2 separate regions of the Mus musculus genome follow, and region 2 is linked to region 1. The links are chromatin contacts, called in public HiChIP or PLAC-seq maps. All regions are on one chromosome and are shown on one strand. The core of a region is the stretch at or near the end of the contact, and the rest is flanking DNA. Distances in the headings are between cores, read along the strand shown.

Region 1 (6,289 bases), core at 2,216-4,715:
GAATTCTTATGATCGAGTGGCTGGTGTTGTGGGTAGCTGGAGGTAGTCAGCCGACTGTACGACCTAGCTACCCTGGTGCTGCTCAGACCGGAAGGGGTTTGTGCCCCTATTCAGACCGGGTTTTTGCTTCCCTGACTAATGCAGTCTCAAGTCCTGCGTGATTGGATTGGAGCAGATGCTGTTTTCCACTCACCAGAAGTCTTAAGATCGCTTGGTGGGTGTTGTGGGTAGCTCTGTTCTTGATTGTTAGAAGTTTGTTTTCTCAGCCTGTCCAAGGTGGAATGTTAACTTTTGATTAGCTCCCAGACTCACTTACATCAAAAGAGAAGAAAACAGAACAAATTGGCTTTTTAAAATCTAGTGGTAGGACCAAATCCAAGAAGGCAGCTAGCCTGAGGCTGATGAAGGAGCTTGAAGAGATCTGCAAACATGGGATGAAAAAATTCAATAGCAAGAGGTTCAGGAAATTCAGTTATTGACATTACGCTGCTTTACAAGAGATTACTGTTCCTGACAGACATCCATGTATTGAGGGTCCTTCAGAATTGATTAAACTCTCTAGTAGATTATCCATCTAAACTACCCAGATCACTTTGATAACAGAGTTTTGTCACCCTAACTGTGGTAATTTGAGTAGGTTTGATCACCATAGCTGCATGCATTTGAATGCTTGGTCCATAGGGAGTGAGTGGTGCTCCTAGAAGGTGTTACCCTTTGGAGTAGGTGTGGCCTTGTTAGTGGACATTGTCACTGTAGGAGTGGGCTTTGAGGTTTATGCTTAAGCTCCACCCATTCTGGATGACAGTCTGCTCCTGACTGTCTTCAGATCATAGTGTAGAACTCTGGGCTTTTTCATCACCACGTCTGCTTGCACACTGCCATATTTCAAACTGTGATGATACTTCTGAAATTGTAAGATTCCCCAGTAAAATGCTTTCTTTTATAAGAGTTGTCTTGGTCATACTGTCTCTTCACAGCAATGAAATGCTATGGCATTAACGTCGAGGAGAAGAGACTTGTCTATCTGCCAGTAATTAGTGCTTAGACCTGGAGGCCATCTGGCAAGATTGACCAAATAATCCAGTTTGTCATAGCACTAGTAACCTATCCCTGAGCACCCAGTCTGGGCTGAAATAGATGAAGAATACTCTAAAGATGATAAATATTTTGGATAGAATGCTTAAGAGTTTACAAAGATATAGTAGGGAAAGTGACCTGTGGATTGATATCTACAATGAAAGATTCCAGTTAGTTTGAGAAAGACCCTGAGAAGGGCATTCAAATACTCAGCAAAGCAGGACTCTGTGGAAAATTGATGCATATCACCACCTGGTGTTCACTTGTTGCAGTTACTGAGTTTCCATAGTTTGCTTAATCAAAAGCTTTTGAAGTATATTTATAGGGGTATTCTGCTCCACATTAGCCTTTATATCCCCTGAATAAAAGACACAGTAATCTGGTACTTTTATTAAACCACTGCCAGCCTAGACTGTGCAGGTTCTGAGCTACTCTAATCTACATCACAGCCATAGGTCCCGAATTACTTGTTGTTTGAGTCTTGCCCAGCTTACTCTCTTCCTTGTGTGTCCTCAGGGTAAGTTTCTCTTAGCCATGTGCACATGGTCCATCCTGATTCATAGCAACCTTCTTCTTCTTCTGCCTCTTCTGTGGTCCCTACCTGAGACTGCCCTTCTCAATCTCAAGTTCTGTCTTCCTTTCTCTCCCGCCCAGGCACAGGCCCTAGTCTTTTATCAACCAATCAAAGATTATTGGAGAGCTTTCTTTAAAGAACATTGATCAATACTTTGCTGGTATTCGGCACAGAACTCAGCATCTGAGTACACAGTGGACAGAACCAACCACAATAGAAAGTGTCTAGTTAATCTGTAAAGAAGTATTTATAAATCTAAAAAGTAAATTAAAATGAAACCCAGTGACAGGAGAGATGGCTCAGTGGTTAAGAACAGTGACTGCATTTCGAGAGAACGGTTCAGTTCCCAGCATGCACATGACTGCTCACATATGAAGGAAATCCAGCACTCTCTTCTGGCTGCCATGATCACTGCACACATATGGTTCACAGACATATATAAATGCAACACACACACACACACACACACACATACACACACACACATAAAATAATCTAAAAAATCCTTGGCATGACTCCTCAGTGAGTTACTGGAACTCTGACTTCTTTCTCTCAGATATTAAATTTTCATAATAAAAAATTATTCGTGTGAGAGCTACCTTGTCCAGTCCAATGATAGGGTTGCATAAGTTCAGATCTCCACCATGATGTCCTCTACTTAAAGTAATGATCTTTTCACAGGTTTCCATGGCTATAGAACCATGTAAGAACAATGCATTGATGAGCAGGTGTTTTATCAGCTATTCCCATATGTATGTTCCATTCATCTGACTACTAAATTGTATGCTGGGGCTTCACAACTCCCCTGTGGATTCTGGAGTCTGGAGTCCAGACCAGGTGTTATGTGGATTTACCCCATTGATAAAATGTTCTGTAGGAGGTGTTAAAAACACTGGGCATACACAAGTGCCTAGAGGCAAGACTGCATTGTGTCTCATGTTTTACAGGTCCAGTCAGGCAGGATACAAGACTCAGGTCCAGAATGCAAATGAGGAACTGAGTTTTTATTGTGAGGGAATTGGGAACCATGCATACTTTAAAGTAGAGTGAAGATCTAGCAACTCCAATCAGGTTGGGGATAGCTCAAATATTGCTTCTCAATTCAGCTGCAAGGAAAGAGCCATCAGCTGGCATTTGGAATGGTGCAGATTTTGGCTGTGGAGCACATGTGACCAAAATGCTTCCAGCAACTTGACCAACCTTGATACCTTAAGAACAAAAGATGTCTGGGTGAGTGTACACAAGAGGTAAGTTTTGGAGGTAAGATCTTTGCTGGCCAGAGAGGGTGTGTGGGTCCTTCTTTCTAGGCCCAAAGTTGAGATGACATTTATTTGTGCACACACTTTGTTTGTGGGTAGCATAGGCTTCACTTGGAGCAGGAGTGAGTAATAGACAGGTGTCATTGGCCTCAAGTCTCCAGTGAGGTGAGCTAGGGAGAAGGGAGCCAGGAGAGCAGGATGGTAGTTATTGTGTATAGGTTTACAGTGGATAGGCTATAGGGACAATGCTTTCTTTTGCATGGTGGAGAATGTGGCCATTGAGAATGTGGCTGTGGACCTTTGCCAGGCATAGCAGAAGCTTCTGAATGAGTCAAGGATGCCGCGGACTATGCAGTGGGAATTCCACCTAAGTGGTCAGGAACCCAAGGTGACTGGAACCAGGTTGGGAATAGGATCGGCATGACAGACAGACAAGCACTCAATGGTGAAGCTGCTGCTGCAAAATCTTTACCTCAGGGTTCAGATTATATACACAATCAAGAAGGAACAATTTTCTCTTGACAAATCACATATCTTAGTTCCTCTTTAAACCTAACACAAGTATAGCTTACTAGGAAATTAAATCACCCATTGGCGCCCACCTGTGGTTTTGCTGCCAGACTGAACTTTCATATTGACTCAAGAATCTTATAACCTTTTATTTACTACTCTAATGATCTTATTCAACAGCACATGCAATCCCAATCTAAACTTTATAATATTTCTTGCTTATTTCTTTTATTACCAAATATGTCTACTCCTGGCTATCTAGGAGTAAGTATCTCCAAATGATAGGAAAACATACATCTGCCACCTCAAGGTCCACTGTTGCTCATCTGTTAAGGCATACCAAGGAGCCCTACTTCTTATTCTTTCCCATAGACTTAATTCTGAATATCTCATTTTCCACAATCCATCTGATTAAGTTCTTATCATAAATTCCAGTCCATGGAAGTGGAGCATTTGTTGGATTAAACTTGTAAGGTCCATGATATCTAGGTACTTCCCACTATCCTCTACTCAGCTTCACAAGAACTGACTAATCACCCCCCCTTTCACTGTTAGTCCTAATTCCTATAAATTCTGGATTTCTTCATCCTGTATAGTTTCTCTTTTACATCTGACAATTTTATTAATGCCTAAATCTAATTGTTGTATTAAATTAATGACAGCGCCCAAAATCATATTTTCTCTTTGCAAGATCTGCAAAATCAATTGTGCTGTTTCAGACAAAATCTCTAGTGGGATGACATTGCGAGCAATTCCAATCAGATTCTCATCTATTTTTGCTACATACACCAGCTCTGTGGTTGAGGACACTGAGGTTGAAGCACCCAGCACAGTTTCCTGTCTAGTACTTTCAGTTCCTGAAACAGCTAAAGATACATCTTTCCAAATCACAAAATTCTTTGTATCAGCAACTGCCATCCAGCCAAGCATGCCAGAAGGGGACATGGGACGGGCAGACTGCCAGGGACCTCCAGGAGACCTAGCTCCACAGAGCACAAATCTCAGTGAATGGTTACCATTCAAGGAGTTTTTCTTTCATTGCTACACAGATTCCATTGGAGTTGGTGTGGCACAAGGAGACTCCTTTACTATGAAATGATGCATGAGCACTTTAGTATTGTGGCCTCAGATTCCTTTACATACTCCTGCCTAGGGCGGGCACTTCCTTTTCTTCAGGGATCATACTTTTCTCTTTGGTTTTTCAGGACAGGATTTCTCTGGTTAGCCATGGCTTTTCTAGAACTCACACTGTAGATCAGGTTGGACCTCAACTCAGAGATCAACCTGCCTCTGGCTTCTGAGTGCTTTTTATCAAGGATTGTTCTTGTTGTGTGTCTTAGTTAGGGTTTTATTGCTGTGGTAAGATACCATAATCATGTCAATTTTAATATAGGCAAACACTTAATTAGGGCTGGTTTATTCTTTCAGAGGTTGAGTTCAATGTCAAGGTAGGAAGTAAGGCAGTGTGCAGGCAGACATGGTGCTGGAGAAGGAGCTTAGACTTCTACATCTTGATTCTAAGACATCCAGGAGTGGACTGGCTTCTTGAGGTAGCCAGGAGGCAGGTCTCTTTGGCACTGGATGGAGGATGAGCGCTAGGACATTTCAAATCCCACCTACAGAGTGAAACATTTCCTCCAAGAAGACCACTCTTATTCCAATCAGGTTAAGCCTCCTAATAGTCACAATTTCCATGGTGAAGCATATTTAAACCACTGTTGGTGTCAGTGTGTAATGTGTTCCCTTGTCCCCTCTCCTTAAGGTTTCCCAGGACTGATAAAGTCAGTATCTCTGGAGAGTACTGACCCATAGCTGTGAGATGCTTCTTTGTGGTTTAAAATCAATTTTTTATTATCTTTAATTTTTTTACAGTCCAGTCATTATTCCCTTCCCATCCTGCCCTCCAAACAGTTCATCCTCATCCTCCTCCCCCATCTCCAAAAGAATGTCCCCAACCCCACACATCCCCACACCCTTTCAGGCTTCCCCATTCCCTGAGGTCTCAAGGCTCTTAAGGGTTAGGTGTGTCTTCTATCATTGAGGCCAGATGAGACAGTCCTCTTATATGTACTTGTTGGGTGCCTTAGACCAGCTAGTGTATGCTGCCTGGTTGGTGGCTCAGTATCTGAGTGATCTCAGGGGCCTGGGTTAGATGTCCCACAACAGAAGAATAGATATAGAAAATGTGATTCATTTACACAATGGAATACCATTCAACTATTAAGATGGAGGACATTATGAGTTTTACAGGGCAAATGGATGGAGCTAGAAATTATCACTTGAGTGAGATATCTCAGACATAAAAGGACATGCATGGTTTATACTCACTCATAAGTGGATATTGGCCAAAAATGTACAAAATACCCAGGAAACAGTCCACAGACTAAAACCTTTTATAATCTACTTTTATGAGAGAGAGAGAGAGAGAGAGAGAGAGAGAGAGAGAGAGAGAGAGAGAGAGAGAGAGAGAGAGAATGGATTGGGGAAGGGATAAGTGTAAACATTGGAGTCAGAGTTGGTTCTCCTTGGCCAACTGATAGGTCTTGGGATTCAACTCAGATCATCAGGCTTAGTAACCAGCATCTTTTTTTTTTTCTCCCACTGAGAAAACTCTACAGTTTTGATGTTTCCTTTTCTATGGTCTAATAGTGGGGCTTGTCCCAAGATACCATTCTATTTTTACCTTCCTTACCTTTCTAACAAACATGGATGTACCTTCCAGAGTTCATGTAGTCATCCAGTGGAGTGAGAGCAGTTGTGATATGGGACACAACACGACAGGCATACACAAGGCATTCCTTAGGTGAGTCTGGATGAAGAGTGTTTGACTGTGTTGTAATGTTCCAGAAACCTTTCCAGTGGCCCTTTG
Region 2 (6,289 bases), core at 2,308-4,807, 300 kb before region 1:
AGATAGGGGACTAATATCCAACATATATAAAGAACTCAAGAAGGTGGACCTCAGAAAATCAAATAACCCCCTTAAAAAATGGGGCTCAGAACTGAACAAAGAATTCTCACCTGAGGAATACCGAATGGCAGAGAAGCACCTGAAAAAATGTTCAACATCCTTAATCATCAGGGAAATGCAAATCAAAACAACCCTGAGATTCCACCTCACACCAGTGAGAATGGCTAAGATCAAAAATTCAGGTGACAGCAGATGCTGGCGAGGATGTGGAGAAAGAGGAACACTCCTCCATTGTTGGTGGGATTGCAGGCTTGTACAACCACTCTGGAAATCAGTCTGGCGGTTCCTCAGAAAATTGGACATAGTACTACCGGAGGATCCAGCAATACCTCTCCTGGGCATATATCCAGAAGAAGCCCCAACTGGTAAGAAGGACACATGCTCCACTATGTTCATAGCAGCCTTATTTATAATAGCCAGAAACTGGAAAGAACCCAGATGCCCCTCAACAGAGGAATGGATACAGAAAATGTGGTACATCTACACAATGGAGTACTACTCAGCTATTAAAAAGAATGAATTTATGAAATTCCTAGCCAAATGGATGGACCTGGAGAGCATCATCCTGAGTGAGGTAACACAATCACAAAGGAACTCACACAATATGTACTCACTGATAAGTGGATACTAGCCCAAAACCTAGGATACCCACGATATAAGATACAATTTCCTAAACACATGAAACTCAAGAAAAATGAAGACTGAAGTGTGGACACTATGCCCCTCCTTAGAAGTGGGAACAAAACACCCATGGAAGGAGTTACAGAAACAAAGTATGGAGCTGAGATGAAAGGATGGACCATGTAGAGACTGCCATATCCAGGGATCCACCCCATAATCAGCTTCCAAATGCTGACACCATTGCATACACTAGCAAGATTTTACTGAAAGGACCCAGATGTAGCTGTCTCTTGTGAGACTATGCCGGGGCCTAGCAAACACAGAAGTGGATGCTCACAGTCAGCTAATGGATGGATCACAGGGCTCCCAATGGAGGAGCTAGAGAAAGTACCCAAGGAGCTAAAGGGATCTTCAACCCTATAGGTGGAACAACATTATGAACTAACCAGTACCCCTGAGCTCTTGACTCTAGCTGCATATGTATCAAAAGATGGCCTAGTCGGCCATCACTGGAAAGAGAGACCCATTGGACACGCAGACTTTGTGTGCCCCGGTACAGGGGAACGCCAGGGCCAAAGGGGGGGAGTGGGTGGGTAGGGGAGTGGGGGTGGGTGGGTAAGGGGGACTTTTGGTATAGCATTGGAAATGTAAATGAGCTAAATACCTAATAAAAAATTGAAAAAAAAAAAAAAAAAAAACTACACTCAAGTCACCTGAGTTTCATCTATGAAACCTATATAAAGGTGGATGGGGTGAGCTGATGTCACATGTATTGTGGCAGGCACATACTCAGTAATGGGATGTATATGGTACTTACTTGAGATTAGCCTGGGCTGAGTGAGCAAGTTCCAGACTTGTCTAGCTATACAGTGGAAACGTGTCTCAAGAAAAGGGTGGTAGGTCACAGTAGGGTCTCAGATATAGGTCAGTGGTAGCGCATGCTCAAAGATTGGGTTCAATCTATCATGTGGACACACTTGTGGGGTAAAGTTTCTCCAAGTTTCAAGTGCTTGACTTGTGTCCAGCAGGTGGCACTATTGGTAAGTGGTGGAAAGTAGGTGGGGCTCAGTTGGAGAAAAATGTCTCCCTTGAGAGGGAAAGACATGACTTTGAGAGATTTGCTGCAGACTCTTCTTTCCCTGTATCCTGGCTGCTACCTTTGTGGAAATGACACAAACTAGAAGAGTGCACCGGATTCCATTACAGATGGTTGTAAGCCACCATGTGGTTGCTGGGATTTGAACTCGGGACCTTTGGCAGAGCAGTCAGTGCTTTTAACCACTGAGCCATCTTTCTAGCCCATTTCTAAAATTCTCACACTGCTATGGTTTCTCAAAGTAGTCAAACTCACATGTGCTTTCTGTTTCTGGGATTAAACACTTGTGGAGGAAAGGGTTACTTTGGCTTATAATTTCCGGTCATGATCTATTATTGAGGGAAGTCCTAGAAAGAGCCAATGAGCAACTGCTTGCTGGATTGCTCCCTGGCTCTGTGTGTGTGTGTGTGTGTGTGTGTGTGTGTGTGTGTGTGTGTGTGTGTGTGTTTAGGACACAGGATAACCTCACATGTGATTCCTCTGGTCCAGTCAGTCCTTTTTTTTTAATTTATTTTTTTATAAAGACAGTGTCTCAGTAGCCTGAAAGTTACTGATCAGGTTGGTTGATCCAGTCCCAATTTCAGGGTTTATTTGCTTTTGAGATACTCTCAAGCCAGAGCTGGGTTGAGTTTCACTATTTAGTCCAAACTATAACCAGAGTTCACCCTTACCTGGCAATACATGCTTTTCAAATGTGCTTATTTTTTTTATTTTAGTAAAACTCATCACTAAAATTTTTCTTATTTTGGTTTTTTGAGACAGGGTTTCTCTGTGCAGTCCTGGCTGTCCTGAAACTCACTCTGTAGACCAGGCTGGCCTTGGACTCAGAAATCCACCTGCCTCTGCCTCCCAAGTGCTGGGATTAAAGGCATGAGCCACCACTGCCCGGCTAAACTTTTTATTATTTACTTTAATGTGCACCATGTGTATTCCTGCTGTCCACAGACTCCAGAAAAAAGAATTGGCATTGGTTCCCCTCCTGCCTACCCTCTGCAAACTGGAGTTGTAAGCAGTTGAGTAACCTATGTACATGCTCAACATTTTTATTTTGTTTTGTTTTTCCATACAGGGTTTCTCTGTGTAACAGTCCTGGTTGTCCTGGACTTGTTTTGTAGACTGCTGGCCTCGAACACATAGAGGTTACACAACCCCGCTGTGGCATATGCTCAAATCTTCAGTCTTCATATGTATTTTAAATGTATCTGTCAAAATTAAGGACTTTGGGGGGCTGGAATGATGGCTCAGGAATTAAGAGCTCTTTCAGAGGACCCAGGTTCAATCCCACCACTCACAGGACAGTTCATAATTAACTGAAACTCCAAGAACTGACACCCTCACACAGACCTACATGCAGGCAAAACACCAATGCACATAAAATAAAAAAATAAATGATTATTTTTTAAAATGTAAGGACTTTTTGTTTGTTTTTTTCGAACAGGGTTTCTCTGTATAGCCCTGGCTGTCCTGGAACTCACTCTGTAGACCAGGATGGCCTCGAACTCAGAAATCCACCTGCCTCTGCCTCCCGAGTCCTGGGATTAAAGGCGTGCGCTACCACACCCGGCTTATTTTATTTTATTTTTGTTATGTTTCTTGTTGTCTGCCAATACCGTCATCCTGTTTCCAGTTGTCAACGTCTAGTTAAACCTCTTTGTAGATCCTATCAAGATATCAGAGATAAAACAGGTGGTCTCCGTCCAGGACCCCTTTGGGGCGGAGTCGGGGAGGAGCAGGCGGCGCGCGTGCGCAGATAACACTCTCTGTCGGCCACCGTAGCTCGCGCTGTCACGTGGGAGCCCAGTAGTTATGGCGGCCGTCAGGAAGCCTGTACTGCTGGGACTTCGAGACACGGCGGTGAAGGGCTGCCCCAAAGGGCCCTCCGCCTGGACCTCTAGCAAGCTGGGTGGCGTTCCGGTGAGTGCGGCTGCGATGTCTTGGCGGGGCCGCGTGGAGGGTGTCCGGGCGGGAGCGGCGTGGGTCCCGGGGGTCTGAGCTGCAGCCTGCTCCTCAGGACGCCCTGCCGGCCGTTACCACTCCGGGGCCGCAGTGTGGCCGCTGCGCACAGCCGCTCACGCTCGTCGTGCAGGTGTACTGCCCGCTGGACGGCTCCCCGTTCCATCGGCTTCTGTACGTGTTCGCCTGTGCTCGTCCAGGCTGCGGCAACAGCCAGACGCGCAGGTAGGCGGGGAAGTCCTGTCGTGAAGTCTGGTCCCAGGACGGGGCGGGATGGGGCGGGATGGGGCGGGCCGAGGCGGGCCGGGTGACACTCGGTGGGGCTGGATGTCCAGGGTGGAGCCCTCACTGTGTCTGTCTTGCCTCTAAGCTGGAAGGTGTTCCGTTCCCAGTGCCTGCAAGTGCCAGAGAAAGAGACTTGGAACGCGCAGGTAAAGCGATTCTGATTGGCACACTATGTTTTTCAATAATTTGAGGATCGTTTACAGCAACTTGTCTCCCCTCTCTAGCCCAAGCTGGCCTTTAACTCTCATAAATTTGTTGGCTTAAATCTTCCCTAGTCCTGTGATAACTGCTATGAATCACCACATCCTATTTAAGACAGCTAAAAAGAAGATTTATTTATTTACTGTATGTATGAGTGCTCTATCTGTATGTACACCTGCATGCCAGAAGAGGGCATCAGACTCAGTATAGATGGTTGTGATGAGGTTGTTGGGAATTGAGTTCAGGACCTCTTGAAGAGCGAGCCTTCTCTCAGTCCCTTAAGACAGTTTTTTAAAAGATTGCTTTTGGAGGCTGGAGTGATGTTTCGGTAGCTAAGATTGCTTGTTGCTCTTTCAGAGGACTCAGGATCAAATTTCAGCACTCAGGTGGCAGTTCAAAATTACCTGTAACTCCAGTTCCAGGGGTTCCAATGCTTTCTTCTGGCCTCACTGGCACCAAGCACACTGTGGTGAACAGACATACATGCAGGGAAAACACCCATATACGTGGAATAAAAGTGAATCTAGGCCAAGTGGTGGTAGCACGTGTCTTTAAGCCCAGCACTCGGGAGACAGAAGCAGGTGGATTTCTGAGTTCAAGGCCAGCCTGGTCTACAGAGTGAGCTCCAGGACAGCCAGGGCTACACAGAGAAACCCTGTCAGGAAAACAATTGTTTAAGTGTGTGCTTCACACGTGTGTGTCAGAGCCTTTGAGGCTGGAGTTACAGGTGTTTTGAGAGCTGCTTAATGTAGGTGCTGAGCCATCTCCCTGCCCCTAATACCAAACTTTTAAACATGCTTCTTTGCTGCCGTGGAATGAACTTTAGTCTTTCAGAATCATCAAATGCTATTCCCTCAGTTTTCTGGCTTTTTCTTAAGATTTTACTTTTTTTTTTTTAAGTTTATTTATTATTACAAATAAGTACACTGTAGGTGTCTTCAGATGCCCCTGAAGAGGATGTTGGATCTCATTATGGGTGGCTGTGATCCACCATGTAGTTGCTGGGATTTGAACTCAGGACCTTCTGAAGAGCAGTCATTTCTCTTACCTGCTGAGCCATCTCGCCAGCCCCCAAGATTTTACTTTCCAGTTTACATATATGCATGTGACCATCAGTGCAGGTGTCTGTGGAGATAGTGGATCTCCTGGGCTGCCTGATATGGGTGATGGGAATTGAACCTAGTCCTCTGGAAGAGCAGCCAGTACTCTTAAATACCAAGTCAAGTATAATAGTTTATACGAGAGACATGTAGTTTACTGATTTTCTCATTTGAATAAATATAGGTAAGTGTGTGTGTGTGTGTATATATATATGTGTATATATATATATATTCATGTATGTGCATGGCACACAAGGTTGTGTGAAGTAGAAAAATGCTTTTTTGTTTATTTGTTTTTTGTTTTTTAAGCTAAGACATTTAAATCTTTACTAGCTAAATTGATAGCCTCAGGGGGAAAGTCCAGCAAGGGCTTGTGGGAGCACATCTCGGAACTGACCCATCTGCTAGGCTACCTCCTGCAGGCGGGATACTTAGGTGTGGTTTGATGAGTGCGTGCTCCCCTTGTCACAGAGCCTGGCATGCTGTCTTTGTTTATCTGTGTTTTCAGAGCAGCTCTCTGTCTCTCTTGTATATTTCTGTCCTCCCCCCACCCCCTCTCTGGATCCATACTTCAAGGTAGCCTGGAAATTCATGTCACTGGGGCTGACATCACACTCATGGCCATCATGCTGCCTCAGCCTCTCCAAGGCTGATAGGAGCTACCGTGTCCAGCCTGCTTCATGGCATTGCTCTCCATTACACTCTTGTCTCTTAGGCGGACCTGAGGAGCTAACCACTGAATACGTCTAATCTAACAGCCCAGCTGCTAAGGAGCCTGGGAAATGTAGTCCTTTCCTTTTTTTTTTAGTCCCAATAATACATAAAGTACAACAGAAAGATTGTGGGACAGATGGGTAAAGACACCTGGACCTACATGTGCCACATTGCCCTGGAGCAAAAGAGACAGTGTTTTTTATTTTTTTGGATTTTTGAGACAGGGTTTCTCTGTGTAGCCCTGTCTGTCCTGGAACTC

The links. HiChIP or PLAC-seq counts read pairs in DNA pulled down with a chosen protein or histone mark.
Region 2: an H3K4me3 HiChIP or PLAC-seq map of the 230-238 cell line shows a contact between it and region 1, with 18 read pairs. The contact joins the promoter of Pdcd2l here to the enhancer-like site in region 1. A contact is called at or near these places in 2 of 15 datasets of contacts at CTCF or cohesin (large pre-B cells and pro-B cells), 2 of 484 Hi-C or Micro-C datasets (both in embryonic stem cells), 6 of 115 datasets of contacts at active chromatin or transcription factors (the 230-238 cell line, bone marrow-derived macrophages, embryonic stem cells and 2 more) and 3 of 9 other capture datasets (adipose tissue, embryonic stem cells and liver).

Annotation. Positions count from the first base shown.
Region 1 is chr7:33,898,212-33,904,500 of GRCm38.p6, reverse strand. No RefSeq gene overlaps it. Among named protein-coding and RNA genes, the nearest start is that of Scgb2b26, 44 kb to the left of the region's middle. Within about 2 kb of position 3,465, at least 22 of the 459 cell types and tissues checked have an H3K27ac peak or open chromatin away from gene starts, as enhancers often do. A contact at or near this core is called in the 230-238 cell line, adipose tissue, bone marrow-derived macrophages and 1 more, where this site is marked.
Region 2 is chr7:34,193,938-34,200,226 of GRCm38.p6, reverse strand. It overlaps Pdcd2l (programmed cell death 2-like), which reads left to right and starts at 3,557. Exons shown (of 7, transcript NM_026549.4): 1 at 3,557-3,691; 2 at 3,789-3,955; 3 at 4,101-4,161. The coding sequence starts at 3,584.